Linked DNA regions of Nomascus leucogenys: region 2 is linked to region 1. A link is a contact called in public Hi-C data. All regions are on one chromosome and are shown on one strand. Each heading gives the region's core, a stretch centred on a gene start, on an enhancer-like site or on the middle of the called end of the contact. The rest is flanking DNA. Distances are from core to core; before and after follow the strand shown. Region 1 has its middle 63 kb from the start of ST3GAL5. Region 2 overlaps POLR1A (DNA-directed RNA polymerase I subunit RPA1).

Region 1 (3,331 bases), core at 113-2,612:
TGGGTTTTGCGGAGGCCACAGAGCCAAGAGCTTTAGTGTCTTCAGAAGGATGAAGAAAACTTGAACAACATTTTAAAATAGCTTTATTAAGATATAATTCACATCCCAGAGAGTGCATCCATCTAAAGGGTACAATTCAATGGATTTTAGTGTATTCACAGAGCTGTGCATTCATCACTACAATTAATTATAGAACTTCTTCATTTACTCAAAATACCCCAGCACCCGTTAGCTATCACCCTAATTCCTCTATCTCCCCCAGGCCTAGGCAACCATTAATCTCTTTTTTGTATCCATAGATTTGCCTATCCTAGACATTTCATATAAATGGAATCATGCAATATACGACCCTTCTTTCACTTTGTGTAACGCTGTCAAGGTACATCCATGTGATATCAGTTCCTCATTCTTTTTATGGCCAAATCACATTCCGTTGTATGGATATACTACATTTTATTTATCTGTTCATCAGTTGGTGGACATTTGGGTTGGTTTCCATGTTTTTGGCTGTTAGGAATAATGTCACCATGAACATTCATGTACAAGTTTTTGTACATGAAGAAATGTGTTTTCATTTCTCTTGGGCATATGCCTAGGAGTGGAATTGAGTCACGTGGTAACTTTATAACCATTTGAGGAACTTCCAGACTGTTTTTCAAAGTGGCTACACCATTGTACATCCCCACCAGCAATATACAAGGGTTCCAGTTTCTCCAGATTTTTTCAACATTTTTTTATCATTTGACTTTTTTTTTTTTTTGAGACAGAGTCTCACTCTGTCGCCAGGCTGGAGTGCAGTGGCATGATCTCAGCTCACTCCAACCTCCGCCTCCCGGGTTCAAGCGATTCTCCTGCCTCAGCCTCCCAAGTAGCTGAGACTCCAGGTATATGTCACCATGACCAGCTAATGTTTGTATTTTTAGTAGAGACGGGGTTTCACCATGTTGGGAGAGGGGAGGGGAGCCCGAGGAATGGTCAGAAAAGGAGGAGAAAATCCAGATTGTGCAGGGAGGAGAGAAGTGCCCCAGCAGCTGAAGACGGTGCCAGAGCCAGTGGCTGGGGGGACCTTGTAGAAGAATGGGCCAGACCCGCTGGGGGTCACCTGGTAGCCCAGCGCAGAGAGCTGTGCCCACGGCCTCATGACACCAGGTGGCGCGGTGGACCATTCTAACATCCACCTCTCTTAGCCCTGGTGGTTTCTTTTCATTAACGACGAATGAGCTGGGGACCTCGTCAAGCCCCTGTTCAACCGATGGAACCTCTGAGAGGGGCTGTGACCTTCCTGAAAGCATTACAGGGGCATTGTGGCAAAGGTGGGGCTGCCTCCTTGACTCCTGGCTCCTATCCCAGTATCTCTCTCCAGTCACCCCTTACCTACCCCAAAGGGATCTAGAAAAGTGGCTGGCGGAATACCCAGTCAGAAGGCAGCCTGGAAGGATGTGAGGTCCACCAAGCCCATCCAGGTCCCCAGCACCACCCGCTTTTCAGTGTTGCCTGCGGTGAGATCACCTTCCTTGGCTTTCCCATCGATTCTCTGCTCCCAGTTTCCCACTCCCCATTCTCTTTCCACTCACAGCCACATGATTTTCAGTTTAAGCCGAATTGAATCACTCCCCGCACCCCCCACCCCATAACATCCCTCAGGGGCTCCAAATTGCTCCTTACCCCCACATTCATCTCCCTCATCGCAGCCACACCCTGAGCCTACGCTCACTTTGTGATTTGGTTGTTAAAGCATGTCCTGCTTTAACAACCCTTCTCGAAAGCTGCTGGTTTTGCCTAGAATGCTCCTCTTGCCCTCCTCCCGGCCCCCTAATTAGCATTTTGGTCTCAGTTTAGACTTATCTGGTTTCCCTGGTGTGCTCCTCTGGTGTACCTCCCCTTTGCTTTGACACTGCCTTTGTCATGTGACTTGTTTAGCATCTTTTCCCTCTAGACTGAAGCTCCAGAACAGTAAGCAGGATCCATGTTAGGCGCAGCCTGTCATCTGCGCCCTGCCATGGCTTTCTGCAGGCCATGGGAACTAAAGGTGGCGGTGCTGGCGGGGCAGGATAGGAGCTGGCGCCAGGAGCCACAGGGCAGTATTTCGAGGACAGCCCTGCTGGGTACTAAGATACAGCCAAGAGTGTCTGGAATGATGGGTAGAGCATCAACTGGTTTCAGAGTTTGAACAAATGGTGTTCAGAACAGCATGATCTGCCCGAATGGTCAGCCAGAGTGCCAGGACTGAGTGTCCTACAGAAGGACCCACTCTGTCACTCTCACTTCCATATTCCAGAACCGGGGGTATTTTAGTGTGTGGGAAAATAAAGCAATCGAGTTTGATTTCAGTCCCAAGTGTTGGAAAATGTGTGGGTGCATCTGCAGTAGATAGGTCTCAGCAGGGCCTTTGTTCCAACCCAGTCAGAACTCAGCCAGAACTGGGGTCAGTAGATCCTTGAGCCAGTCAATGACAGCATGGAGGCACCCATAAAGCCGAGGGGTGACAAGCACCCAGCCATGCCATTCCTGTGGATACGAGGGTTGTTGGCCCATAGGACAAACTCTTCAAAACATTTCCCTCTCCCTTCCCTCTTGCAGCAAGTTGCATCAGTGGGTGGTAATAGAGGTCCTGATCCTGAATTTCCCCAGTGCATGGGTGGGACAGCTGAGGGACTCCATGAATGCAAGTTTGTTACACAAAGGAAGTCACCTATCTCTTTATGTACATAGAGACTTCCAGAAGGCTAAAGAAATAAAAAATGATCTAAATGAGATTTTCTCCTTTCTATTTCATATTTCAATGTTACAAATATATAAAATCTTTTTTGAGGGGGAGTATTCAAACTTGGACAATAAAAATAAGGCAGTCCAGGGATTGGGCGTGGTGGCTTACACCTGTAATCCCAGCATTTTGGGAGGCCAAGATGGGTGGATCACTTGAGGTCAGGAGTTCAAGACCAGCCTGGCTAACATGGTGAAACCCCATCTCTACTAAAAAAATACAAAAATTAGCCGGGTGTGGTGGTGGGCACATATAATCCCAGATACTTGGAAGGCTGAGGCAGGAGAATCACTTGAACCTGGGAGGTGGAGCTTGCAGTGAGCCGAGATGGTGCCATTGCACTCCAGCCTGGGCAACAGAGCGAGACTCCATCTCAAAATAAATAAATAAATAAATAAATAAATAAATAAAAATTAGTCAGCCCTTTGTTTCTGCGGGAAGCTTTGACTCTGACAAACAGGAACAAGACTGTGGTCTTTGAATCTGGCTCTTTACCTCTAGCCAGAATTTCCTCAAAATCCTTATCCCAAACTTGCCCACTTCCTGAAGACAGATGATTCTTTCTAG
Region 2 (3,617 bases), core at 1,086-3,585, 250 kb after region 1:
CGGCACACCTGGGAACAGAGTGGACAGGTGGGTGATCAGTGCAAACGTCAGTATCGCCACGGCTCTTTCCAAGTGCTCACCTCAACTTGACCAAGGTGTGGCTTCTGTCTCACGTTCTAGTCAACTAAATGCAAGGGGAATTTTTCATCTAGAGCAAAACCCTGGAAATCTCTGAGAAATACGTCCTAGGCCCTTCTGGTCCTGGCCCTTCACAACCCTGATCCTGGCTCTAGGCTCAGAAGTATAAGGAACAAATAAGACCACAGGTCTTTGTCTTCTTCAGAAATGCATAGCCCTCCCGGGTTCCTGGATTCCTCTGAAAACTAATCCAAAGAAAGAAATGGATACAACTCCTGAAGACATAACCATAACAAAATGAAGACATAACCATAAAACCACTGGGTTTGAAAGGCATTGGCAGACTCTCGAAACCCCCCCACCAAATGATCACATGTGAGTACATTATTCTAAACAGAAATTCTACATTTCACAAAAATTTTGCCCAGCTTCATATAGCAGAGCCAGAAGAGGGTTCTTAGTTAGTTCAATGCCCTCAGAGAACACTTTATTGCACTTCAAAAATTAAGAGCTGTAAATTGTCATAGTCTTTTGGGAACAGAGTTTCAAAGTAGCTATTAGAACACTTAAAACACATTTCCTGTTGGCTCTTCAAGAAAAAAAAAAAAGCACCCACACAAGGTTAGATGAGTATGTATGTTTGTGCAGCAGCATTTAGAGGCAAGAACTAGAAATAACCTGACTGCCCCATAGAAGGGGCAATAGTATATCCACACTATGGAATATTATGCAGTGATGAACAAGGATAAGGTAAATGTATAGAAGGCCTGAAGTGATGGCAATAATCTATTACAGCAAAGAAAAAAAAACCCAGGTGGCATGTGACATGATGAAAAAAAAAATTTAAAAACCAACCCAGCTTCTGCGTGTCTGTGTGTGTGTGTGTGTGTGTGTGTGTGTGTGTGTGTGTCTATGGGAAAGGGGTGGTTGGATCCTCACTAGGCTGTACATTTTTCTGAGACAGTGTCTCTCTCTGTTGCCAGGCTGGAGTATAGTGGTACAATCATGGCTCACTGCAGCTTCAACCTCCTAGCCTCAAACGATCTTCCCGCCTTGGCCTCCCAAAGTGCTGGAATTACAGGCATGAGTCACCACACTCAACTACTTTCCTACATCTTAGCATTGTTCTTCCTATAATGAATATGTGATGCTTCTGTAAATTTTAAAAAAGATCTTCACTTATTTTTAAAGAAAGTAATATTGAACAAGTGCTATGCTCACTGTGAGAGGGAAAACAGAAAATACAGACAATTTTAAAGATAAGAATTTAAAAATCACAAGTAATTGTACCCCTCTAAGATGACCACTGCTCATACTTTTCCCCCCTTATAAATATCTGGCTGGTCATGTCCTTCTGACAGACATCTCTCTCACAAAGCTGACTCTCCCGTACCACCTATTAAGACCCTTACCATCCTTATCTTTAATTATATTAACTACTGGGCCTCCTAAACACGGAACATCAAGTGACACCTTAAAAGACAAATGCATGAAGGTAACTGCCACCCCATGCATTCTGAAGGGCTCCTCTAGTACAAAGGAATTATGAAGACTTGGTGAAATCTCTGCCACCCCAAATCTCCTCTAAATCACAACAGATAGCAGGTAGGAGAAAACAATAAATTATTGGAAGTCTAGTTTCTTCTTATGTTGCCCACATTTATGAAACTGCGTTAGAAAGTTCATTAAAGAGAGAGGCTAGAAGTAATTAAGAGATACTCCCCAAAACTCTCTCCCTGATTCCTGTTCAGTGAGGTTAAAAGTTCTCTCTCTCTAGCTCAGAGAAGCAGGGAGCAAAACCCTCAAGTGCTACAAAGCAATCCTAAAAGTACCTAGCATGGAGTCCGTCTTTTTGCTCCTGAAGGAATTCAAACCTTCCCCTCCCCATTGCCAAGTCCCATGTTTCCAAGGAGACCTAAACTCTGAGGGTTCCCATGAGCATCTGCCCAGGGCGCTGGCCGCTGTCTGACTGCGTCATATAAGCTGAGGTCTTCTTTCTTTAGCCTCTCAAGGGAGAAACTGCCTAGACCTGTGGCCCAAGCCCAAAAAGCCAGGCTGGGCCTAGGATTTGAGTCTTGAAAATTTGAGACATCCTCCAGCGTAAGCAAACTCGCCACAGCTGGGAAGGTACACAGGCCAGTCTGGTAGGCACTGGCCAATCCAAACAGAAGCCCTGGAGCATAGGGTATTCCCCTTGCCAACCCAAACCCGAGGCCCTTCCTTCCTCTTGTCTCTAAATAAATACTGCAGTGAAAATTAGCGTGCCCCAGTGCCCCAGGGTCAGAATTTTCAGAGGCAGGCTTGGAGCCAAAGGCCTGCTTCTGGCAGGATGCTGAGCAGGGCAATGAGCCTTGGCTCTCTGGGCCATTCCCTCTTTTATTTACAAGGCCCAGGGGATGGGGCAGAGCTTTCATACTTCACAGGGGAAATGAGTCCTTTTGGCCTTTCCTCTCCTCACCTAGCCTGTGGTTCCTCCTCGGACGAGACCTCAGTGTTTCCTTCCCAATCAACCTCACACAGCCCCTTCAGCCTTGCCCTGACCCATATGCAACACATTAACCAAAGTCTTCAGAAATTACAGGCCAGGAGCAGTGGCTCATGCCTGTAATCCCAGAACTTCGGGAGGCTGAGGAGGGCAGATCTCTTGAGCCTAGGAGTTGGAAACCAGCCTTGGCAACATGGTGAAACCCCATGTCTACAGAAAATACACAAACTAGCCACACTTGTGGTCCCAGCTACTCAGGAGGCTGAGTCAGAGGATCACCTGAGCCCAGGAGGTGGCGGCTGAAGTAAGCTGTGATTGTAGCACTGCACTTTAGCCTGGGAGACAGAGTGAGACCTTGTCTCAAAAAAAAAAAAAAAAAAAAAAAAAGAAAAAAAAAATCACAGGTTTTGAGGGTAGCAGACTACAGTCCTCAGGCTGGCCACCTGGTTCTATAAATAAAGTTTTATTGGAACACAGCCATGCCTATTTGTTTGTGTACTACCTGTGGCTGCTTTGGTATTAGGCGGCAGAGCCGAGCAGCTACAGCAGAGCCTGCATGGCCCAGGACCACAGAAATATTTACTATCTGACCCCAGAGGAATGAGGGCTTGCTAAGGCCTGACAGAGCAGCAAGAGTTCGCTGCCTTTAGTCCCCTCTTTAGCCCTGAGGCTGGCCCCAGCACCTGGCTCACAGTTGCTTCCTGATGACCCCAAACTCTCCCTGCCCACTTGCCCTGCACATTCCCCTCAAACTTGTTTCTTCTTGGGCATTATGTGCTTAAAGTCACCGTCCGTCACTGCTGTTCCCTATGGTGTCTACCACACGCCTCCGCAACAGCAATACATTTATATGCTCACTTCCTAGTGGTTCCCCCACCATGCTGTCAACTCCAGGGTGGCGAGGATCCGTCCGCAGGGACTGCAAAGTGCTAGCATGCAGGGGGCGTCAGTACTGCCTCATCCCTCACCCCTTCTCCTAGTCTCTCTCTCTCCTTTCCTACTGTGAGTCTGTTTCACATGTTTGACCTGAGTTCAATGTAAGTGAAGTGAAACA

What was found. Hi-C and Micro-C count contacts between places; a contact is called where the count stands out from the background.
Region 2: a contact with region 1 is called in a Hi-C map of a lymphoblastoid cell line, with 8 times the contacts expected there. The contact joins two enhancer-like sites. A contact is called at or near these places in 3 of 4 Hi-C or Micro-C datasets (a lymphoblastoid cell line and an unstated tissue).

The regions. Positions count from the first base shown.
Region 1 is chr14:69,789,704-69,793,034 of Asia_NLE_v1, forward strand. No RefSeq gene overlaps it. Among named protein-coding and RNA genes, the nearest start is that of ST3GAL5, 63 kb to the right of the region's middle. Within about 2 kb of position 1,363, the one cell type or tissue checked has an H3K27ac peak away from gene starts, as active enhancers do. A contact at or near this core is called in a lymphoblastoid cell line, where this site is marked.
Region 2 is chr14:70,040,881-70,044,497 of Asia_NLE_v1, forward strand. POLR1A (DNA-directed RNA polymerase I subunit RPA1) reads right to left here. Exons shown (of 33, transcript XM_030827531.1): 13 at 1-8. Among named protein-coding and RNA genes, the nearest start is that of POLR1A, 34 kb to the right of the region's middle. Within about 2 kb of position 2,336, the one cell type or tissue checked has an H3K27ac peak away from gene starts, as active enhancers do. A contact at or near this core is called in a lymphoblastoid cell line, where this site is marked.